7 separate regions of the Mus musculus genome follow, and regions 2, 3, 4, 5, 6 and 7 are each linked to region 1. Evidence: chromatin contacts called from public HiCAR-type and promoter capture Hi-C data. All regions are on one chromosome and are shown on one strand. The core of a region is the stretch at or near the end of the contact, and the rest is flanking DNA. Distances in the headings are between cores, read along the strand shown. Region 1 holds the start of Fam53a (family with sequence similarity 53, member A). Region 2 holds the start of Mpv17 (MpV17 mitochondrial inner membrane protein). Region 3 holds the start of Nrbp1 (nuclear receptor binding protein 1). Region 4 holds the start of Gckr (glucokinase regulatory protein). Region 5 holds the start of Gpn1 (GPN-loop GTPase 1). Region 6 holds the start of Slc4a1ap (solute carrier family 4 (anion exchanger), member 1, adaptor protein). Region 7 holds the start of AI839979 (expressed sequence AI839979).

Evidence for each region. Promoter capture Hi-C pulls out the DNA fragments that hold promoters and counts their contacts. HiCAR-type assays count read pairs that join an accessible place to other places.
Region 2: a HiCAR-type map of astrocytes shows a contact between it and region 1, with 6 times the contacts expected there. The contact joins the promoter of Mpv17 here to the promoter of Fam53a in region 1. A contact is called at or near these places in 3 of 39 promoter capture datasets (liver and maxillary cranial neural crest) and 1 of 115 datasets of contacts at active chromatin or transcription factors (astrocytes).
Region 3: a contact with region 1 is called in a promoter capture Hi-C map of liver, with 6 times the contacts expected there. The contact joins the promoter of Nrbp1 here to the promoter of Fam53a in region 1. A contact is called at or near these places in 10 of 39 promoter capture datasets (the 3T3-L1 cell line, the C10 cell line, cranial neural crest and 6 more), 2 of 115 datasets of contacts at active chromatin or transcription factors (astrocytes and large pre-B cells) and 1 of 9 other capture datasets (liver).
Region 4: a contact with region 1 is called in a HiCAR-type map of astrocytes, with 6 times the contacts expected there. The contact joins the promoter of Gckr here to the promoter of Fam53a in region 1. A contact is called at or near these places in 2 of 39 promoter capture datasets (hippocampal neurons and liver), 1 of 115 datasets of contacts at active chromatin or transcription factors (astrocytes) and 2 of 9 other capture datasets (liver and macrophages).
Region 5: a promoter capture Hi-C map of liver shows a contact between it and region 1, with 3 times the contacts expected there. The contact joins the promoter of Gpn1 here to the promoter of Fam53a in region 1. A contact is called at or near these places in 3 of 39 promoter capture datasets (3T3-L1-derived adipocytes, the C10 cell line and liver).
Region 6: a promoter capture Hi-C map of liver shows a contact between it and region 1, with 4 times the contacts expected there. The contact joins the promoter of Slc4a1ap here to the promoter of Fam53a in region 1. A contact is called at or near these places in 5 of 39 promoter capture datasets (the C10 cell line, hippocampal neurons, liver and 1 more) and 2 of 9 other capture datasets (adipose tissue and liver).
Region 7: a contact with region 1 is called in a HiCAR-type map of astrocytes, with 5 times the contacts expected there. The contact joins the promoter of AI839979 here to the promoter of Fam53a in region 1. A contact is called at or near these places in 1 of 39 promoter capture datasets (pre-B cells) and 1 of 115 datasets of contacts at active chromatin or transcription factors (astrocytes).

The regions. Positions count from the first base shown.
Region 1 is chr5:33,628,184-33,631,403 of GRCm38.p6, reverse strand. Fam53a (family with sequence similarity 53, member A) reads left to right here and starts at 1,769. Exons shown (of 6, transcript NM_178390.3): 1 at 1,769-2,067; 2 at 2,427-2,551. It also overlaps Gm9903.
Region 2 is chr5:31,152,812-31,156,031 of GRCm38.p6, reverse strand. It overlaps Mpv17 (MpV17 mitochondrial inner membrane protein), which reads left to right and starts at 1,781. Exons shown (of 8, transcript NM_008622.6): 1 at 1,781-1,841; 2 at 2,290-2,364. The coding sequence starts at 2,295. It overlaps Gtf3c2 (general transcription factor IIIC, polypeptide 2, beta), which reads left to right. Exons shown (of 19, transcript NM_027901.2): 19 at 1-26.
Region 3 is chr5:31,239,239-31,242,458 of GRCm38.p6, reverse strand. It overlaps Nrbp1 (nuclear receptor binding protein 1), which reads right to left and starts at 1,541. Exons shown (of 18, transcript NM_147201.2): 1 at 1,457-1,541.
Region 4 is chr5:31,295,937-31,299,156 of GRCm38.p6, reverse strand. Gckr (glucokinase regulatory protein) reads right to left here and starts at 1,594. Exons shown (of 19, transcript NM_001374741.1): 1 at 1,478-1,594; 2 at 837-992; 3 at 375-443. The coding sequence starts at 1,537.
Region 5 is chr5:31,493,189-31,496,408 of GRCm38.p6, reverse strand. It overlaps Gpn1 (GPN-loop GTPase 1), which reads right to left and starts at 1,668. Exons shown (of 14, transcript NM_133756.5): 1 at 1,526-1,668; 2 at 798-891. The coding sequence starts at 1,636.
Region 6 is chr5:31,525,440-31,528,659 of GRCm38.p6, reverse strand. It overlaps Slc4a1ap (solute carrier family 4 (anion exchanger), member 1, adaptor protein), which reads right to left and starts at 1,665. Exons shown (of 14, transcript NM_001347328.1): 1 at 976-1,665; 2 at 422-617. The coding sequence starts at 1,638. It overlaps Supt7l (SPT7-like, STAGA complex gamma subunit), which reads left to right and starts at 1,898. Exons shown (of 5, transcript NM_028150.2): 1 at 1,898-2,045.
Region 7 is chr5:31,569,629-31,572,848 of GRCm38.p6, reverse strand. AI839979 (expressed sequence AI839979) reads left to right here and starts at 1,452. Exons shown (of 3, transcript NR_102275.1): 1 at 1,452-1,665; 2 at 1,930-2,049; 3 at 2,419-3,220.

The sequences.
Region 1 (3,220 bases), core at 520-3,019:
TACCACTGAGTAGTGGAGGTTTGGAGTTAGGCCATCACTGTCTTTCCCCTTCACATGGCCCACTGAGGTACACATAACATTCTCAGGGAGATGGAGGCAAGCATTGAGGAGACAGGCTGGTGACATTGCTATTCTTTGTCATGGAGGGAAAATGGCCCCTTGGTGGAGTAGCAGCCTAACTGTGAACCAAGGATGATTTTAATATCTTCCCTTGGCTGGTTACCTTTGGGACATGATAAACACTGATACTGGCACCTGTCCTCAGCATCACCAGTGTGGTTTATGTGGGACTATCAGACATTGGGTGAAATCCCACAGCTGGCTTGCAAGCCATTCTCTGCAATCTGATCTGTGGGAGAGTTTGAAATACTTTCTGGTTTTATGTGAATTCATCAACTCCCTGAAAATTACCCTAAAAGGGCACACACTGAAAGCCTTTAGGAATTACTCAAATACAGCTGAGCTGTGTGGCGTATGTAACTTAATCAGCTGCAGGGCTTGGGAAACACAAGGTGACCGTGGTGATTTGAGAAGGCCACCATTGGTCCAGATCTGCCCAGGGAGAGTGTGGTTGAGGACTGTTCTGGGCAGAGTTCCTCTTAGGCACAGGTGCCTGCCAGATGTCTCAGTCCTTATCTGGCTCCTGCCTGCTGTGATCCAGGTCGCAAGTCCCCTGTCCTCAAGAAACCTGGAGGAGGAAATGAAAGGTCTGTCGCAGGTGATGCAGCAGGTGAGGGCACTCATTCTAGTTGATCTTGGCCTCCCTTGGCTGGGCCTCTGAGCCTGTACAGAACTGGATTTACCAGACCCATAACGTGGTGGCCAGGGCCCAGACTTCTGGTGTGCCCCAGGAATACCCAGTGGCTTTCTAATGTCTTCCTTTTTAGGTCTTATTCCAGATGAGAACTATTCCATTTTCTACATCAAGTAGCTGTACCTAACCCTGCAACATTTTTTAAAATTACTTTTTGTTGTTTGGGAACAAGGTTGTCTAGGGATTACAGGCTTGTGAAATTGCAGCCTATTCCTAGCCAAGTCGGCAGGCGGTTTCATTTTGCTGCGCCTGGCCTCTAGCACCCTGAGAAGTGCTCCACCCCAGTCACACCCACCTGCAGAGCAGCTTTCCTTCACAGCACCGGTACCCAATGCACAAAAGTGCCTTCCAGTCACACGGTAGGTCCAGAAATGAGACTCCCAAAGGGAAGGGTCCTGCCCAAAGGCACATTACCAGCAAAGGACAGGAGAAGCTGGGCATTGGTGGCGCCTGTCTTTAATTCCAGGGCTCGGAAGACAGAGGCAGAAGGATCTCTAGGAGTTCGAAGCCATCCTTGTCTACAGTCCGAGCTTCATACTGAGATTTTGCTATAAAAGAAAGAAAGAAAAAGAAAAAAGGCAGGGAGATGAAGGTGGTCACATCGGACTTTGGAATCCGGGAGCCTATAGGTACCACTACCGGCCTTCGATGCCCCGCGGACACCCGAAGGTTAACGTCACACCCGGCGCGGGCCAGCTCGCACAGGGGGGCGGGGCCAGCAGCGGCGCACGGTACCCGTAGGAGGGAAGTGAGAGGAAACGGGGGCGGGGCGTCACGAGGCCACACCCACAACACGCCGGGCAGTGACGTCGCCCGCCTAGCGGTGCGGCTGAGGGTTGATTGCTTGCGGCGGCTTCCGCGGGCGGGTGCGCGAGCGGACGGCTGACGGCTCGGGGCGGTGGTAGCGGCGCGGCGACCAATGAGGGCGTCCGGAGGGGGCGGGGCGTCGGCTGCGGTTTTGTTCCGCGGTGACTGAGGCTCACCGTCCCCATGCGCGGAGCGCGGCCTGCGCGGCCGGCGCCCTGCCCCAGCTACGGAGCTCGGTGCTCACTCGCCTCGCGGAGAGTGCTCTGCGCCGTCGTTCGCCTGCTCATCGCTAAGAGCTCCAGCCACCGCAACGCCGTGTCCTTGCGCTGCGATCCCGGAGTCTCCGTACGTCGGCCGGCGCCGCGCAGCCGCACGTCGAGAGCCGGGTGCATCGGCACAGCGCGCGGAACACCCTCTAGGGCCAGCCGGCGTCTCAGCACCTTAAGGTCCCCGCGCGCCCCGGGCCCAGCACTGTCCTCGTGTCCCGTGTCCCCGACATCCTAAGGTCCTCGGGGACCCAGCATCTGAAAGAACCCTGGGCCCCAGCTCCCTAGAGTCCCCTGGGCCCCAGCTCCCCGAACTCGTGGCGAGTCCGGGGACCCCTCCAATTAGGCCAGGCCCCAAGCATTCTGTTGTGCGCGCTCCTGCACGCCAGGCGGTAAGGCCTGCCCGCTGCGCCTGGGGCGCGCTGCCACTTGTTGAATCACTTTTCATGTCGACTTTGAGACCTGTTGTCGCCATGCTGAGTCCGTGGGCCCGTGAACCCGCTGTTGTTGAGACTCAGTGATTGTTATTTTGTATTCAGGAAGCAGGAAGTTTGACGAGATATGATGGTCCCTTAAGGGAATCCCAAGAGCAGATCCTCCCCAACGACCTGTGGAAGGTGACTTGGAAGTCTATTCCGAAGCCACTTTCCTGCGTAGACTGAGGGTGTGTAAGTCCCTTTAAGACTTCCTGTGTGGAGGATGGGATGTGCGATGTTCACAATGTATTTTACCGCTCCGAATGCTATTGCCTTTGTACATTAGTCTTAATTACAGATCTGTGATCTATCACTCCAAATTAAAATCACTTTAATTTTTTGCACTTCAAGGTATTTAATCATTAGATATATCTTTAAGTATGAATCTAAGCTTATTCTAACCCTCCAGCCCCACTACTTAAGTTTATAATGATGTTTCAGCTCTGAGAATTTTGAAGATGGACTAGTTTGACTTGAAAGGTGTACTTTAGTTTTTACATTAAGAAATTTGACTTGTGCTCACTGATGCTGCTGCTTCAAATACATATTTGGTCATCTTAGGAAAGTGGGTCTTGGAAGGGAAGTTCAGCATCTCAGAACAAGGTAGGACCGAGGATAGTTTTTCCAAATTCTGAATATTACGCCAAGGTGGAAATTGAAATTGATTAGGAAGAGTAGATGGACTTTGCTGTTTTGGTTAGTGGTTGGTCGTTCTTTCTGATGACTCCTCTGGCACCTGTTCTCCTCTTTACGTCTCTTTGTTTAGTGAGCATAGCAAGCCCGGTCCCTTCTCATGGCCTGATAAATGATTCTGCTTGCTGTCCCTGGAGCTTAGATCTTGGTTCTGGAACTTTTTC
Region 2 (3,220 bases), core at 532-3,031, 2.5 Mb after region 1:
ACTAATAAAGAAGTGCCTTCCATTGCAGAGGAGCTTGGCTTGTCCTGCAGAGCAACCCATCCATACAGCACATCTGTATTTCCCTACTTCCAGCGTTAGAGAAGGTGGAACCTGGGGGGGGGACTAAAGGCTGTGCCAGCGACCCTGCTCCTGGTGTTGATTCACGCTTGAGCTGAGAAGTAACTGTGGGGGCAATATTTTCTGTTCTGTTCTTTCTCCTCTCCCACAAGCCTTTTCTCCTCAGTCCTTTCTTCCCTATCTTCCTTCCCAGTGTAGCTGTTCTTGGTTCTTGCTCTTCTTCCTGTGTGCCTTAGCTTATTCTGTTGCCTTTGACACCAACACCTAAACCTATGTGTCCTTCAAGATCTCATCTCGGCTGGGATGTAGCTCAATGGAAGAGCATGGACTTAGTGTGTGTGCAAGATCCTGGGCTCACTTCCCTCCTGGTATCTTCTCCCCTCCAGAAACTCCCAGGTCAAACCTCACTAAGGGACTTTTATATTTCTCTAGTGGGAGAGAAGGGAGGATAGATAAATGATATTAAGCATTTTCTCGGTTTGGGGTGCTTTTCATATACCCCTGAGCTCCATGGGGTAGGTACTATTTTATGTAATGACAATTAGGTTCTGAGAGGTTAAGCAATCTGAATAAGGCTTGAATCCATATCGCTTAAAAACACCTTCCAATCTTGCACATTTGGACTCCCTTATTATGTCTACTAGTGAAATTCTTTTAGCATGTTCTGTACACAAGAATCTAATTCCCCTGAATTCTTACTCTCTCTAATAGAATCCATCCTTCATTAATCATACAGGAACTGACTAACTGAGCTGGGGGTGGACAGACATCAAATAAGTTGACCTTTTTCAAGGCTTGGAGACGTATACATCTTTACCTACCTCAGGAAGGGATTTGCAGGGAGTTGGGTGTTAAAACTAGAGGGAGATTAAGATTCCTAAAATGTTTTTTTTTTTTTAAATATAGTTTTATGCCTCTTTGCTTAACATGACTAGAAGCCGGGTGTGGTGGCGCACTCCTTTAATCCCAGCACTTGGGAGGCTAAGGCAGGTGGATTTCTGAGTTGGAGGCCAGCCTGGTCTACAGAGTGTGTTCCAAGACAGCCAGGGCTACACAGAGAAACCTTGTCTTGGAAAAACAACAAACAAAGCATGACTCTAGAAACCCATAAAGCAAAACAAACCCTCCATTGAGTTGCCTCTTGTACAGCCCTAGAATTCAAGGAGCCCTGATTGCAAGACAGGGTCATTTTACAAAATTCATGACCAAACTTAAGACAGCTAGCACGGGCGTTCTCAGGTTCTGCTAAGCCAGTGGTTCTGAAAGTTGACTGCTTGTCCAGAAAGATTTTTCAGACAAAACTTAAAAATTTGGTATAAAGAACAAGGAAAAAAAATAGAACAAGTCTGAGTTCTGCTCACTTGGGAGCTTGGGTATACCTGCACTACTTCAGCATTCAAGTTTCCAAACTGAGAAGGGCGTCTAGACCTGACTACCTCCGGGAGACTGACAGTCTGGCCTGATAGTCTGGGGAGAACGAGGGTGGGGGGTGGGGGCAGCCGAGTTACAGGGAAGCACAGACTGTCCTACACCGATGTTTGGTGCAGTCCACGAGAAGGGGGCTGCCCACTCCCCTTAAGTGGTCGGCTGAGCCGCCTCGCAAGGGGTATCAAAGGCCCCACCCACCTGCATTCCTCCTGGACTGCTTGTGTCCAAACAACAGCCCGGCCCGCAGGCAGACGGAAGAGGCGGTGCTCGATACGGAAGTCCCTGGACCAGCTTCGGTCACGTGAGAGAAGGTTCTGCGCAGAGCTGGCACTCAGGTGAGCGGAGGTTCTTGGCATTCAGAGACTTGAAGCACTGTGGGTTGAGAGTTCTTGCAGGTCATGTGACCTTACAGATCCAGGTCTTGGTTTATTTCTGGTGTGTAGTTACTCTTATAAAGGAGATTCCAACTGAATCTGGGGACCTATCGTGTTTACTTGGGGGATGGAACCCAGACTCTGGATGGAAGCCAGAGTAAGTCTAATTTCATGAGTGTCTTAATCAGGACTGGATGCCTTGCTTCAGGACCAGGACCAGGTTACTCAAAACTGCTTCCTTTCCAGATGAATAGTGACCACAAGGCAGGGGCACGGCCCAGTAAGCAAGCTTTCTGAGGCCTCTGTCACTTGCAGAGTTTGGAAGTAAGGAGAGTGAGCATAAGGAAATGGCAGGCATGTTCTTTACTGTGAGGGGCAATGGGAGTGACTTATCCTCTTGGTTTGACAGGGAGCATGGCACTCTGGCGAGCATACCAGAGAGCCCTGGCAGCACATCCGTGGAAAGTCCAGGTTCTGACAGCTGGTGAGTGTCACTCTGGGACCAGAGTATAATTAGAGCAGCTGATTTGAGGTGGAGGAGGAGGCCCATATCACGACACCACCTACCTCCTCCAGTTTAGCCCCCCCCCCCCGGAAGTGTTTCCCTTCTCCTGAACTATTATGTCTGTTTTGGAGGGTGAGCTGTTTCTGAGACCCATGCTGGAGGGGAGACGAAATAGAGACGTGGCTCAGAGGTTAACAGCGCATACTGCTCTGTAGAGGATTCTACACTATGTCATGTAGCTCAGAGCCACCTGTAGCACCAGCTCCAGAGAGCTCTGTCACCTCCAACCACTTGGGGCATCTGCACTCACTTGCACAAACACACACAGTTTAAAATGATAACAATAAATCTAAAAGAGAGAGATGCACAGTCTGTCGAGCAAGACTTAAAGTCCTCAAGAAATTAGGTGATAGTTTCTGTTTTTGTTTTTCAAGGCAGGACTTCTCTGTATGGTCCTGGCTGTCATGAAAATCTGTGTGCCAGGGTGGCCTTCAACTTAGAGATCCACCTGTCTCTCCTTCCTAAGTGCTGGGATTAAAGGGATGTGCCACCACTGCCTAGCCTAAGTAGTCCATTCTTAAAAAGCATTGCCCCCAAGAGACCCCACCTTGGGAAATTAAATGCTTTCCTCTTATACTTTATAGTGTGCTGAGCACATTGTCTCCATGCATAGGCGCCTCCAAAGGTCTGTTAGCAGGAATGAGTCCACATTAAATGACACACCTAACAAGTGCTGAAGTAACTTACTCCATTTTTATACATAATGTTTATTGTGAAGTGTATAAAACAGTCATATATCTAAAGTTTAAATCATATTAAAAGGGAATCCTTCAGT
Region 3 (3,220 bases), core at 292-2,791, 2.4 Mb after region 1:
ATCAACACCAGAATGGCCATACAACTCTCTTGCGACCCTTTCTACGCATCTCTCCCCAGCCTATACAGTTTTATCTGAATCGAGGGACTTGTATTAACGCTCTAGTAAACGCAAAGAACACTACGGGACGGGGGCGGGGGAGGGGAAATCTGGTAGGATACTTCCCCACTTTAATTTCTAAGGAAAGTCCTTGAAAGCCTCCTCAGTCTGCCAAGACAGCTATTAGTTGCGTGCATGTCTTAATAAACCACTAAAAAAGATGAGTTAAGGATCACTTTTTCCTCCGTCCCCTATCAAAGAGCTAAGAAAATAATAAAGTCTGTTTCAGCTACATTCGCAGAATGTGCATCCAATCTGAACGGATAAGTGAAAGTCTAGCGAGATACAGAATATACTCTGGAACGTCAAAGCCCATGGAATCTAAAACTACAGGACCAAGGAAACAGGCAGCCCCTCCACGGGGCACTTAGAGAAAAGATGAACTGTCATCAGAGACAAACATCCAGAAAGCACATTGCCCTCCCAATCATGTCCCAGAAGGTAAAATAAGAGCAGTGCCTAAAGATCTCCAAGCACTCCCGCAAGAGATGCAGAAACGTGTGCAACACTGGGGGTTCTGCCTCAGAGCTGCTGGCAGTTTTAACAGGGATCACTGTGGAAAAGCTCATTTGCATCGGTGAGGGTATCTCCTCGAAGCCTCTAGCTACCCTGAGGACGCATAGTACATTCACTACAGGGCATTGTCTGTCATCTCGCAAAGTTGTTCTCCCGGCTTCCATTATTAGTTGAAAGCCCTCTGCACATCACCCCGCATAGCTCGCAGCCACAGGCCGCTCTGAGGAAACCCAGAAAGCCTCTGAGGTCAACAGAACTGCTCAGTCGGAGAGAATGCAAGCTCGGAGGGAGGAGGCCCTCAGCTTGTCAACACTCCAACAGGTCGCCCGGCCAGTATCTGGAAGGAAGCGGCGGCGGACAGACAGTGGCCGGCCAGGAGACCGAGCACCACAGCCACCTCATCAAAGGCCAGCCCTGCCCCGCCGTCAGGCCGCAGACCACGCCCCCGCGCTCGGCGCGCCGCCCCGCGAGCAGGCCCGGCCCGGACGCCGCGCTTCCTTCCGCAGGCCCTCGGGCCCGGGCCCCCGCCCCGCCCCCGCCCGCGCCGCCTGCCCCGCCTCTCGCGGCCAGAGTTCCAAGAGAACGCCGGGGCCCCCCGACCCGCGCCCGCAGAATTCCGGGCCGCCGCGGCCACGCCGGAGACACCAGGAGGGCGGGCGGCGCCCTGGGGCCAAGGTGGCCCCTCAGCTGCGACGGGCCGGGCTAGGTCGGGCCTGACTCCCGAGAAAGCAGGGCCGCCCGACAGCACCCGCCGGCCGCGTCCTGCCGGCCCGCGGCTCGGGGTCATCCTGCCGCCCTTCCGCGAGCCCCTCCCTCCAGGGCCTCTTTCTCCGGAGCTCACCTCCCGACTCCGCGCCCGCAGCCTGCGCTTCAGCTCCAGCTCGGGTTCCGGGGCCTCGGATCCCAGCGACTCCCTCACAGCTGCGCTCCGCAGCGCAACCGAACTGCGGGCCCCGCCCTCGCGGCGTCCGGACCAACAGTGGGCGGTGCCGCACCGCCGCCAGGTTTCCATTGGACAGGGCAGCGGGGGGCGGTTCCCACAGACCGAGGCTCTCAAGGCAGTCTACTGCCGGGTCTCCTCCCCTTGCGGGGTTCCGGCAGACTGCCTGCCAGCGTTGTCTTCTTGTCTCTCTGTCCATCCTCCTCCCAGTCGAGGTGCCCCCAAGTAATTCTGCCGGACGAAAGGAAGGCCTTCTCTCTCTTCTTGAAAGCGCCATGACAGTCCTAATCCTCTAAGAAGACAAAAGGAACGGAAGACGCAGCCTTTCAATCTGAGGAACGAACCCACCCACATTCCCCATTTGGGAAAGAGACAGTGCACTGGTCATCAAATTTTCAGAAAGCTTTTTTTTAATCGCTTAACATGAAAACTAATAGTTGCTGATTTGCATAACATTATTTACCCAGACATAACCTGATTCGACCCACATAAGGGAGAACTCATTGAAGTTATCCAATGATAGTTGGCAAATTCGAAAAAGAAACAAAACAAAACAAAAAAAAAAAGTTACTCAAATTTAAGTTGACATGAGTCCAAAATAGAATCCGAAGTAAGAAGATCCATCAAAACTGTCTTTGAAAAGGTATTATTTGGAAAGAGTTTACATTGTCTGTGAGTGTAAAGAATTACAATAGATTCTGGGTAAGCCATTGATCTTAGAAAGTTAAAGGCAGAATTTAAGAGATGTATAATACCATTATACATGTATTATCAAGGAAGAAGGATGAATCATCTGAATCTGAGAATGTCACAATCACCAATTTTACTCTCCTTAAAGGGACTAGTTAATCCTAGTTCACGGGTTCACACAGAAATCCTATAGAGACTCATTTTTTTCTCATCTCTTCACTTTAAAATGCTTGCTTTAAAAACTGAAATTTCAACAAGCATGCCAGAGAGATCTCTGTGAATTCAAGGCCAACCAGGGCTACATAGTCTCAAAAACAAACTTTTTTTTTCACCCAGCATAGTAATGCATACCTGTAATCCTATCACTCAGTAGGCTAATGCCGTGAGTTCAAGGTCAGCATAAGCAATAGAGCAACAACACTGTGTCAAGACAAAATAGAATTCTGATGTTGGATTAAAAGATGCACTTACCTAAAATGTATAGCACACCATTTCAAAGTTTGTTCTAGTCTCAGAAGGGTGCTCATCCTCTCCAGATTAGCCTTTCTGCCAAAGCCATTGTAACTCCTGAGCCATGGCAAGCATTCATGACATATCTGTTCATGCTACTTTAGTTCCTATTATTTTCTGTCAGTACTATTTCAAATGTGCACAGAGGATCTTTTGGCAACCTCATTTTCAGTTATTTTCTCATGTATACCTAAAATGACCAACTGCTGCCTACATTTTTACCACCTCACTTATGTTTCCTGATTACAAAAGTAATAAATACTAGCCAGATGATGGTTGTGCATGCCTTTAACCCCAACACTCCGGAGGCAGAGGCTGGTGGATATCTGTGCACTTATAGCCAGCCCGGTCTACAGAACAAGTTCTAGGACAGCCAGGGCTACAAAGAGAAATCCTGACTTGGAAAACCAAAAGCAAACAAAAAATAATGAATGCTTATTATAAAAACTCAGAAATTAGCTTGAC
Region 4 (3,220 bases), core at 345-2,844, 2.3 Mb after region 1:
GCTCCGCCATGAACACACTGGCTGCCCTTTCAGAGGACCCCATGGCAGCTCACAATCATCTGTGATCCTTTCCTGCCTTCCAAGGGCACCAGGTACACACGTGGTACACAGACATACATGCAGCCAAAACAGCCATAAACATTTAAAAAATAATAATATTTTCAAAGGAAATGCACTGCTGCTGATAAAGTAGTATCCATCTGGTAGCTGTCATAACTATTATCAGTGACTAAAACAACAAAAAATATCCAAAGGGAAGACTAAAAGAATAAAGAACTGAGATTTATAAAAACAAGAAGTGGAGACCCGGGAAGGAGGAAGTTGGAGGGAACAGAAGTGTTTGGATGGATGAGAAGCAGGTGGGGAATTTGTACCTTCAGCACTTCCTGGACCTTGCCAGCCACTTGCAACATGGTGGTCAGAACTGACTCACTGTACAGTCGCTGTAGAGAGTGGACAGGAATCAGGATGGAGAAATGGGGTGGGGGGGTAGAGGTGAGAGAAAGGCAGTGAGATGACTCAGTGAGTTAAGAGGATTGTGGCCAAGTCTGATGATCTGAGTTTAATCCCAGGGACCCACATGGTGAAAGGACAGACTGATTCCCAAAAGTTGTCCTCTGACTTCCACACATTTCCTCATGGAACAAATCCTTCCACATCACAAAACAGATAAATAAATTTTAAAAATGGGAATGGGGAGGGGAGGAAGAAATGGAAGATGATGGATTGAGATTGAAGGAGAGGGATCAGGATTTCCTGTATCAGGAGGGTAGAGGTGGAAGTGTGGCCGACTTGACATCTTTATTTGCAGTGTCTGAGATTTGACTGTGGGTCACCTGGTAGGTGGGCATGATTTGCCCCTCCTCCTGGAATATCTCAGCATCACACTGCCCCAGCAGTTGAACAATTTTCTCTGCATCTGCTTTGTCCAAGTTCCGGGTCAGTGGGTTGGACTTCTCTGTGATTGGCACAGCTGCTTCATACCCTGACAACTAGAGACACACAAGGGTAGGGACAGAAAGCCAAAGTCTGCCTTATGCCTGCTGGACTGGAGGTGGGAGTGGCAGGAGGCCCAGTGTTTGGCTTAGATTCACATACTTCACACACACCGACTTGTGCACATACATGCACACATAAGGCACACACCATTCACATACTAAAAACTTAGTCTTCATGTGATGTTCTGAGCCTATTAGGAAAGGAAGATCATAAGGAAAGGTAAGGGGAAAGGTGCCTATCATGGTAAGTGTGCCTGCAATTCAGGCATTTGGAAAGTGAAGCTGCAACAAAGGGATCAGGAGTTCAAGGCTATCCTCAGATACATAGCAAGTTTGAGGCCAGCCTGGGCTAGACCGTGTAGCAAAAGAAAAAAAAAAAAAAATAGAAGAGGGAGTAGAAGTCCAGAGCTGAGGCCAGTCCAAACTTAACAGTATTTTAGGAATCAGAAGAGAAGGCTGAAATGGAGAAAGAACCTTACCTCCCATTCCCCAGGCTCAGGGGTCTCGATCACATGCTGATACCGCTTGGTGCTTGGCATGGTCCCACACTGCAGACTCTCCAACCCGCCTGCCTCTGCACTCACGCAATCTGTTCTGGCCCCAATAATTTGCTTCCAGTTGGCAGGGTCTTATCTGAGCCATGGAGATGATTAACCTAAGAACCCTGCCTCTCAAAACACCACCCCCTACGCCCCTCTCTTCAACACCCGTTCCTGTCGCCGGGGCTTCCAGCCCTCACAGGAGCTCCTGAGGGTCCTCTTTGCGTATACTCTGGCTTGCCAGCCTCTGCCCTTGGAGAAGAGGACCAGACGTTCTTTGCTTTTGCCCTTGCAGAACACCCAGGTCAGAAAGAATCCCTGAACAAATCTGTGGCCCAAATGCCTCCAAAGGCCAGAGATCAGGGTCAGTAGAAGTCAGAGGACTCAGGTCATGGCTTGATCACATGTCAGCATGCAGTCCTTCCCTGCCCCACTGGCTCATTTTATCTGCTCCTCTCTGAAAGAAAAGCAATAGACGCTTCTGGACCCCAGGTGTGCGAACACTGAACTGGATATCACAGAGGAGATGTCACAGAAATAGAAATACTGCTAAGAACAACGAGGACCAAGAAATTGCCCTAAATACCACAGTCTCTATTTCTCCTGACCCACTTTCTCCCAAATGGCAGACATCATTGGATACATGGACACATGGACACATAGATACATAGAAGCCATTGTTGGCATTGTTTTTAGATGAGGAAACAGCCTCAGACAAGTGGTTGGCTATTTAGGATCACACAGATTTCATACTCAGCTAACATATGAAATAATTTAAGGACCTAACATGTCTACATGTTTACTGAATGAATGCAACAACTAACAAGTTGTTGAATAATACTTATTCATACAGTGACAGAAGGTTTTTAAAGACTCTTGTTGCCGGGCAGTGGTGATGCACCCCTTTAATTCCAGCACTCGGGAGACAGAGGCAGGTGGATTTCTGAGTTTGAAGCCAGTCTGGTCTACAGAGTGAGTTCCAGGACAGCCAGGGCTACACAGAGAAACCCTGTCTTGGAAAAAAAAAAAAAAAAAAAAAAAAAAAAAAGACCCTTGTCCAGTGTTTGACACTATTGATATTCTAACAATTGTTTCATGTTTCTATGCTTTAAGGGTAGAAAACCTGAGGTGTGGGTTAACCGATTTCTCTCAAAGGAATGTGTTACACTCACACCCACGGGGGGGGGGGGGGGGGGAGAGAGAGAGAGATCTGCTTTTAAATTGCTCTTATATGCCCAGCCCTCTTTTTAATCCTTTCTAGTTCTTATAATGATGCCAGGCACATAGAAGATGATCAGTAAATATTTGCTGAATAAACGAAAGAGTGAATGAGAAAGCGAATGGAATCAAATCAGATCATGAATGGAAAAGAGACTTAAAAGCTGACGCAGTCTCCAAGAGGTTGTTAAAACAATAATTATCTCCATCATCCTCTGCTCGTGGCCCCCTCCTGCATTCGGAGATGGAATGCCTCTTCCTAACTTGGCTAATTTCATGCGGGGAAGGAGGTGCTTTCTCAGGTGCACAAGACCCTCACACCTGAGCCTGTCCTGGTGGCTCTAGTCAGTTAATCGGCTAGAGCAGGGAGGGTGAAGGAAGGGATAGGGGCCCCGGCAGGCCGCCATAGGGAGGGTCGTGGGAGGAGCCCAGGGAGAACGTGGCTGGGGGGAGAGGGGGGAGGGA
Region 5 (3,220 bases), core at 419-2,918, 2.1 Mb after region 1:
TCAATGATTTTTGTTGTTGTTGTTGTTTGTTCTTGTTTCTCTGTGTAGCCCTGGCAGTCTTAGAACTGATCTGCCTGTGTCTTCCTCCTGAGTGCTAGGATTAAAGGCGTGAGCCATCACCGCCTGACCTAACCTATGATTCTCAAAACAAGATTCCCTACCCAATTTGTGTATTTGGGGTAAGAAAGCTTCATACCCTAGCCCTGACAGTTAAGGCCTAGGAGTCAGGAAGCCTGGACATCCAAGAGCCCTGTTAGTGGATCACAGACACTTTGATAACAAATCTACCCCCACGCCCACCTTTTCTTTTCCAAACGAGGTCTGGCTATGCAAGTCGGACTGACTCTGAACTCTAAATATTCTGCCTCAGGCTCCCTTGGATCACACCAATACTTAAATCTTTTTGATAGTCTCAATCAGAAAGCTCTCCTCAGAACAGTGCATATTCTTACACACACACCCCACACACACAACTTTGGAAATGGAAGGAACCTGCCTATAAAGTGAATTACAGCAAATCTTATAAACTCTGACAAAAGAAACCAAAGGATTCACGTGTCAGGTGACAGCCCGACCTAATGTCATGTCTCATTCTCAAACCAATTCAACGGTTTCACACACCGAGGGCATGAGAGAGAGGTGAGCGGGGATAGTGCATAAGAGGGATAAATCTGCATAAGCAAGAAGCCTGTTCCGGAACTCAGGCAAATCCACAGAAAAGAAAAGTACATAGTTAGCTAGCTTAGAAAGAAAAGACAAGAAAAGGAAATCAAGCAAGCAGGCAGGCAGGCACTCACCAATATTGGCGGGAAAGGGGACTTCATGCACAGCTGGGTCCAGGTTGATTACATACGGTGGACAGCCTTTGTTGTGCAGGTGTCCTGTGAGCCTCTGCAAAAACAAGGAGCCAGGGTTGGAGGGTGATGACCAAAGGATAGGAACGGGCCCCGAGAATTCCCATCCCTTTACTGACCATGCTTATAAAATCTGTAACAATCTCCTTCTTCCCTCAGCGTGTTCAACACTGAAGAGTTTAAAAAGCCATCTAGTTCCAGTACCTGTCTCCCTATTCTCCGTCACGGCTTCGCTAACTCTGCCCCTCCAAGGGTTTTCTTCCTCTGTCTCCTCCACTAAAACACTCACTCCGTGAAAGCAAGAACCCTGTCGATCTCATTGCCGCTGTACTCTCAGAGCTTAGAACGTGGTAGGTCGAACGAAGTGATTCTTTCACAACTCTTCACGCAAACCAGAGTAGTAGACGTTACACTCCCCTACTCTTTAGGCCCGGGCCTTCGGAAAGCTGCCAATTCGCAGCAAGACAAGTTCAGCTGTACCAAGTGTGCATTAAGGTTGCCCAGGAGCCGGCCTCAAGTGACCCAGGCTAGGGTTCGAGGCTTCGGGAAGGAAAGGAGTCAGAGGACAGCTCGAGAAAACCACGCGCCCGGACCCGCAGATTCCCCAGACAACTTCCTCCCTTCTTCCCGGGCCTGAGGCGCCACTACCGCTTCTGCACGGTGCACGTCACCTGTACAAAGGTAGTTTTCCCGGATCCCGCCATTCCCAACACCAACAGACACACGGGGGGCTGAGGAGCCCGGGAAGCCTGGGGTTCGGATGGAGCCACGGGCGCCGCCATCTTTCCTCAGCCACGCCCACCACTCAGGGATCGCCCGGCGGCCTGCGGGCTCTCTGAATTCCGGGCTGCGATTGGTAGGAAAATCCGTCCTCTTGCGTACAGGGCTACGATTGGTCGAACGATCCGGCCTCTCTGAGTTTAGGGTTGCGATTGGCCAGACTATCCAAACCGCTCGAACCTACTGCAGTGGGTGCCTGACCGGCTTTTGGCATCTGACTTGCAGGGGTCACTTTGATGCTATAGTGGCTTTGCACAAGTGAGGGGTAGTGTAGGGAACCAGGAAGGGTTGACAGGAGTGAGATAGGACCCGGAAAGGGTTAAGCTCGTGTCCCCAAGGGAGTAATGAGGTGGGATTCCCAAGCCAGGATCTGTCAGGATCCTATAACAAAGGTGTTGCTCTACCTTTTATTTTATTGTCTAAGAAGAAGAAGAAAAAAATTAAACGTCATTATGTTCTAGAAAATATTAGGTAAAAATTAGCGTAACACTTGAAAGATAGCATGAATACTGTACTTTAACAGAGGAAGATACATTTTCTGGCAATCATTGCCTAATGCAAAGGGGACTAAAGAACCTTACAGCGTTTGTGGCTGAAGTGTGGCTGAATAATTAATACCGGAAGATATGGGTAGAGGAAGGGAGACGAACCTCATGAGGGAAAGCCCTGTATGACAGAGACTGTGACCAATGTCTTATTTGCTCATCTGTATGGCTATTTGTCCAAGGGAAGAAGAAAAGATGGTGAACCAAAGGCTCAAGGGAACCAGAAAACTCCTAAAAAGTCCCCTTTAAGAGTGAGGTAAAGGGCTAGGAGTCAAGGGTGGCCCTGGGTTTTGTTGACATTCTTGGAAAGTGGATAAAACTCTTTTTTTTTTTTTTAAGATTTATTTATTTATTATATGTAAGTACACTGTAGCTGTCTTCCGACACTCCAGAAGAGGGAGTCAGATCTCATTATGGGTGGTTGTGAGCCACCATGTGGTTGCTGGGATTTGAACTCCGGACTTTCGGAAGAGTAGTCGGGTGCTTTTACCCGCTGAGCCATCTCACCAGCCCCCGTGGATAAAACTCTTAAAGAACAAAAAGTTTGTATATATCTATACATAGATATCTCATTTTATTATGACATGTGCAGGCTGTGGAGAGGGCTCAGTTAGTAAGGTGCTTGCTGCACAAACTTAAGGGCCAGAATTCAGACCCCTGCCCTCACATAAAAGCCCAGGCATTGTGGATTGTGCCTATAATCCCAGTGCTAGGGAGCTAGAGATGGGAGAATCCCTGGAGCTCAGTGGCCAGCTAGCTTAGCCAAATTAATGAGCTCCAGGATCAGTGAGCAACGTACCATACCAAATGGATAGTGATTCTCCTTTCCTGACTCAGGCCCTCTCTGGGCACCACTGTCTGGCTTGTGTTACTTTCTGGCAGGGATTCAGGTAACATTATTTTTCTGGCAGTACCCATACAGTTCAGTTAGTTCACTCCCCACCATGTGAGTCTCAGAGATGGAATTCAGGTTGGAAAGATTGGCTGTAAACACCTGTAATTACTGACCCAACTCCTGGCTGTGGCATCAGCAATTTGGCA
Region 6 (3,220 bases), core at 416-2,915, 2.1 Mb after region 1:
ATAAGCCTGAATATCTATCATCCAAAATGTGGAGCTATACAATAACCTCTTGAATGTTTTGTACTTTGTGAAAATAGCCTGAGAGGTGAAAAAATATCAAATACTGATTTCTCAGCCAAAGAAATGAAGTAAATTTTTCCATGCCCTCCAGGTGATAATTAGCACTCAGAAAGCTCTCTCTCTCTCTCTCTCTCTCTCTCTTTCTGTGTGTGTGTGTGTGTGTGTTTAAATGATAAACGCAATAAGCAAATTACACGGTGAGAAAGAGGTGTATGTATAATGCCCATAATTCAACACTTTTACTCACTAAAGTTAATGACCCTGGGCTTGCAAATTACATTTACCCTACTTCAGCTGTAGGCCTTCTGAGCTGTATGATCAAAAGCACTTGAGGGTGCCACCTTCAGTAGTAGTTTCTTACCCATTCCCCACGTGCAGCCCAGCTCATCATCTTGACCACTTCTACTGCTCTTCCCTTCAGTGGTATTTGCTTCTTCTTCTTCATCTGAGTCTTCACCTAACATCTTCTTCTCCAATAATATCTGCTGCTGTTTACGCAATTCCTTCAACTGTGTTACTGTTAATTCAGATTCTGCCTCTCGGTCTTCCTCTGGTCCCTAATGAATCATGGGTAAAATATATACATATATGGATTCAGAAGTGAGAAAATTACTTTCTGAGACACAGCAACGTACACAGACCTGTGGGTCCAGAATGAGGCCTGTGCTTTTGTCATTGGTTACCAGAATCCTTTTACTCAACTAAACCTTAAAGAAACTCAGAATCGCCGGGCGTGGCGGTGCACGCCTTTAATCCCAGCACTCGGGAGGCAGAGGCAGGCGGATTTCTGAGTTCGAGGCCAGCCTGGTCTACAGAGAGAGTTCCAGGACAGCCAGGGCTACATAGAGAAGCCCTGTCTTGAAAAACCAAAAACAGTGAAGTCCCAAGATTTTTATTTTAGATTTTTCTACCTACCTGAAGGATAAAGAGCCGAGTGCTGCCTCCAAAGCGCATTACATGCCCGACGTGGACTCTACAGTAAGTGCGGGGTGGGATGCGAGTTTTGTTGAGGAACGTGCCGTGGGTACTTCCCAGATCGTAGAGATAAAAGCCCTGCTCATGACCCTCAGAGTCTCCGCTGGGATCCGCCCCCCGGTGCTGTAGTACAGCATGGTACCGAGACACGGAAGGATGCTCCAGACATATGTCACAACTAGCAAGTCTCCCGAAAAAGCAGCAGCTCGTGTCTTTCAAGGTGCGGGTGCCAAGGATGGTGCCACCCTTCAGGGTTTCGAGACTGTAGGGGGCCGTGGCTGGGCTGCCCCACGATGGCTCTCGGTACGGAGGAGCCCGGGTCGGACCGCCAGACGCAGGAGCTACCCGCGGGGAGCGGAGTTGCTCCACCGGTGGACCCCCGGTCTCCTGGCTGTCCGGCTGCGGTGGCGGGACCTCGGGCTCCTCACATCCAGAGTCCAGCTGCGCCGCGAGACATTCTTTCTTCACATCCTCAGAAACGGAGGGACTGGAGGCCGGAGCCTTACCCCGTACTGCGGAAGGCACTGGTAAAACCGGCTTCTTAAACTCGCTACTGACTTCCTGGGGAGCTGGCGCATCTAGCTGAGGGGTAGGATCAGCCATCCTTAGCCGGGTGCAATCTCAAAATGTGTCCCTCGGAAACCCCGACCCCTCGCTCTCTACGTTCCCGCTCACTTCTCCTCCTCCTTCCCACCTCCCTGAGGCTTCTCTGGACAGAAATGTTGGAGTTCCTCTTTCAAGACTCGCAGAGTTTTAAAGATGTGAATAGCACTAGGGAGTCACAATACCAGAAAGCGGGGAGAGGCTCTCAGAGTGCTGTGCAGGATACGGACATTTTAGGCGTTGCATGTAGGCTAGTAATAACTTCCTGTGGCAGAGGGCGATTGGGAAGAAGTGCTTCCGTGGCCTTGGTCCATTAATCAATAAACAAGGCTCCTAGGCTTGACCTAGTCCTCGACTCCGACCTGTCAGAGTCAGGCAGCCGCGTATACCACTCCTGGGGCAGGGCGGTGAGTATTTGAACTTTATTTTCTGGTTCCGGTCCAGAGCCACCCATTTTCCTGCTGCCTTGTAAATCAGACTTCCCAGGATCCTGTGGTCGGCGCCTAAGCCTAAGCCTCCAGATCCGGAGCAAGGAGTCCCTATCTGCAGCTCTCGAATTTATTCCTTTTATGAAGTTAGTAAAGAAGCAATTTATTATTGTTCATTCTTTTATTACTCGGAACAAAATATTGAGATAGCATGTTTAGTGGCTTAACAAACCTGAGCATCGAAACCTCTTTTCTTTTTTACTCTTTGTATTTATGATGTTGGCATGACCCTGGACAACAGCTTCCACATCTGAAAAATTGGAAATAGTAGTGTTAATTTGTCATAAAATTTATGGAAAATTGAACTAAGCCATAGTTAATATTATAACTCTTTGACAGAGGCCTGAAACTATACCAAGATGGCAGCCATAACAAGTGGGAGAATACAGATGAATAAGTCAACTAAAGTTAAGGTTCAGGGATAAAAGCAAATTCATGTAAATATACAAAGAAAGGAGATCTGTTGGGGGGAATGGTGATTTCAGGGATCCTAAAGAACAAATTCAAGTCTGATAAAGATGTAGAGGGTTCCTGGCAGAGGTCACAACTCAAAGGGTCAATTATAAAAATATCTCATGTTCTTGAGAAGCTGAGTGGTGGAGCTGGAGAGATGGTTCTGTGTGCTGCTCTTCGGTGGATCTGAGCTCCATTTCCAGTACCCACATCAGGGGAGTTCACAACCACCTCTAATTTGAGCTCCAGAAGGATCTGATGCCCTCTTCAGATATCCTTGGCACCTGCATACACATGGAACACACAAGCATATACTCAACCCCCAACAGACAACAAAAACGAATGTCTGTGAATGCATAGCCTGCCTGGTCTACAGAGCAAGTTCCAGGATAGCCAAGGCCTCAAAGGGAAACCCTGTCTCGAAATTAATAATTTAAAAATACAATCTTAGCAAAGGAAATAAGCTGAGGGGCCAGTTAGATGGCTTAGTAGGTAAAAGGCACTTGCTGCCAAGTCCGAATGCCCGAGTTCAATCCATGGAACCCACATGGTGAAAGGAGAGAACTGCCTCTCACAAGTTGTCTTGTGATTTTTTCATGCACACATACCCAAAATAAGTAAATGTAAAAAAAAAAAAAAAA
Region 7 (3,220 bases), core at 203-2,702, 2.1 Mb after region 1:
TCCAATTCAGAGATCCACCTGCTTCTCCATGCTTTGCTTTGGGGATTCTTCTCTTTTCTCTTCTTTTTTTTTTCTTCTTTCCTTTTAAAATGTATATGAGCACACTGTTGCTGGCTTCCAACATATCAGAAGAGGTCATCAGATCTCATTAAAGGTGGTTGTGAACATATGTGGTTGCTGGGAATTGAACTCAGGATCTCTGGAAGAACAGTTAGTGCTCTTAACTGCTGAGCCATCTCTCCAGCCCCACCTAGGGAATTTTTAATAATTGAAATTACCCAACATATGTAATGGAATGTCTCATGCTTACATTCAGAAAAGAAATAATAAAAAACAAATCTTGTTACGAAGAAAACCGGGTATGGAAATACCAAGTCAATGAACTTGGTCCAAGTTCAAGGTCAGTAGAGGGGCTGCACTCCCTGTGCCTCGATCCCAGCCCTTCTACTCTTACAAACATGCAGCATGCCTACTACTCCGACTTTTCTTTCCTTTGTTTTTAAAGACAGGGTCTCACTATGTAGCCTTGGCTAGCCTGGAACTCACCATGTAGACCAGGATGGACTCTTAACTCCTAGAGATCATCTGCCTCTACCTAGTGCTAAGATTAAAGACATCCTCAGTGTCCCCCATCCTCCAGTGTCCCCATCCTCCAGTGTCCCCCATCCTCCAGTGTCCCCCATCCTCCAGCTCACCTGCTGCATCTGAGTTCCCACTGTAAAGGAGATCACAGATGTTTCCCCACTCGGGGTTGGTGAAGGTTAAGGGGAGCATCAGAGAGACCTTAAGTCTGGTTCTCACCGACTTTATACCTTGCCCAATGGCACATGCCAGCATGAGAAACACGGAAATTTGGCAAACCATGCAATCTACCAGGAACTCAGCTGTGAAGGGAGAGACAGTCCAAGATTGCCTGCAAAGTTTCTGCTTCCTCTCAAGCCCTCCAGAGGCCCCAGAGGAAGGAGTCCTGACCCTGCCATCTTCCTTAGACTCCAGGGCCTCCTTTTCTCTAAAGAGGCGTGGAGGGTGCTGAGTGTGGGGTGAAGGGGAGATCAGTGCAGCCAGGCTGCAGTCAGGCACAGGAGGCTGACCTTCAGTTAGCTGCTGCTAGACTGAGCTCCCACTAGTTACCTAGGAAGGCACCCAAAAGCACCGGGAGGCTGGGGGGCGGCGGGTTGGGGCAGAGACCACCCAGGAGAAATGAAGGGCTTGGTGTGGGGAGGGAAAGGAGGAAGCGGGGTGGGGGCAGTATCAGAGAAGAAGGGGCACTAGAGAGTGAGGAAAAAAGCAGAAGTCATTGTGTGGGGAGAAGGTTGAGGGATGATGCCGAAAAAGAGGAAGGGGTCAGCGGTGGCGGTAAGACTTTGGAGAAGGAAGGAGAAAGTCGAGAGGGAGGGAAGAGGAGGCGGTCCTGATTCTCCACTTTACTGCCCATTCCTTCTCCCTTGCTGAAACATCCAGCCGGTGCCTTTGTGGCCTCTTGGGCTGGGTTGCAATCTCATGCCAACCCGCTTGCCGGTTGTCAGGAGGCCTCTGGGGAGGACGCTGCAGGAGCCTCAAACGCCACCTACTCCCGGCCTCTCTCCCGGTTGATGTTTCTATTTTGGGCACCACATTATTTCCTGCTGTGATTTTTTTTTTCAGGCTTCTAATTCAGGCTCTGAGGTAAGCTGTGACATCCGCTCGTGCCCGCAGGCCCCTCCCGCACACTGCTTGTCCTCCTGGGGCGCGGGCACCCCTCAGGCCCAGCAGCAGTCCAGCCACTGCGGGGAGTCTTGGCAGGGCCTGCCTAAAAATAAGCTTTCGGATTTCCCCTCCCCCTGGTAGGGCAAAAGGAGGCTAGCTGGAATAGATTTCTAGGCAAGGATTTGAGGGGGTGATGGAGTGAGGTTGACAGGGACCTGCTATAAACTGTGCCATTGTGCCTAGGAATGGGAGTCCAACGCTTCCGTGTCCGAAGTCTGTTTAACTATATTTGGACAATGACCCTTTAGAGATGCTGATAAAGGCTACACAGAATCCCAGAAACTGTCCACAACAAACTCACAGGTAGGTTCCTGGTAATTTTGGGTTTGTGCACTTCCTTGAGTCGGGGAGCCCTTGTTCAAAGCCCTGGGTATGCATGGACGCCTCCCTCCCTGATCTCTCCTCTCAACCTCAGTATGCCTCATTATATTTAATCAATATGTGCTTAAAAAGAAGAAGTCTCTGTATGTGCAAGTACTTCAAGCACAGGCAGATTATAAGCTATGTCCTTAGGGAAACAACAGCCTCTTAAAACTGTCTTCTGGTTTACTCCCAAGGACCTGCTGGCCATCTGGCAGTGAGGGCACCCACTGCATTGGGTTCTGGCAGATTTAAGTTCCGAACTCAATTAAGTAGGCTCTGTTTTTGTTTTTCCTGACTTCTCTCTCACAGCAGACAAAATGGTAAAGCTCCCGGGAGTCTCACCCATCCCAGTCCATGGGGGTGACTTTAGCTGAGACTCCTAGCAGTGAGGATATGGAGCCTGTTGTGCTTGTAGACAGGAGCCTAGCATAACTCCTCTGACAGCTACCCAGCAGCTGACTGAAACAGATGCTGAGTCCCACAGTCAAACATTAAATGGAGCTTGGGGACTCTTGTGGAAGAGTTGTGGGAAGGATTGCAGGCCCTGAAGGAAATAGGAACTCTACAAGAAGACCAACAAAGTCAACTAACCTGGACCACTAGGGGCTCCCAGAAACTGAACCATCAACCAAAGAGCATACACAGGCTGGACCTAGGCCTCCTTGCACATATGGAACAGATATGTAGCTTGGTCTTCATGTGGATCTCCCAACAACTGGAGCAAGGGCTGTCCCTGAATCTGTTGCCTGCCTGTGGGTCCTGTTCCCTTAACTAGGCTGCCTTGTCTGGCCTCAGTGGGAAAGGATGTGCCTAGCCCTGCAAAGACTTGATGTACCTAGGTTGGGGGATAACCGAGGGAAGAGGGAGGGTTCCATCTTCTCAGAGGAAAAGGGGATGGGGGACTGTGTGAAGGAGGTACGGGGAGAGGGGAGCAGCAATTGGGATGTAAAGTGAATAAATATATATATCAATGAATAAGTAGGAAAAACGATCAAGTTCCTCACATGGCTGAAAGTGAAAGAGGCAGCGTCTTTTAAAAGGTCTTGGTCACTGGAGGTTTTTTTTTGCTTTTGAATCACATGCACCTTGTCTGCTGTTGCCTTTATGAACA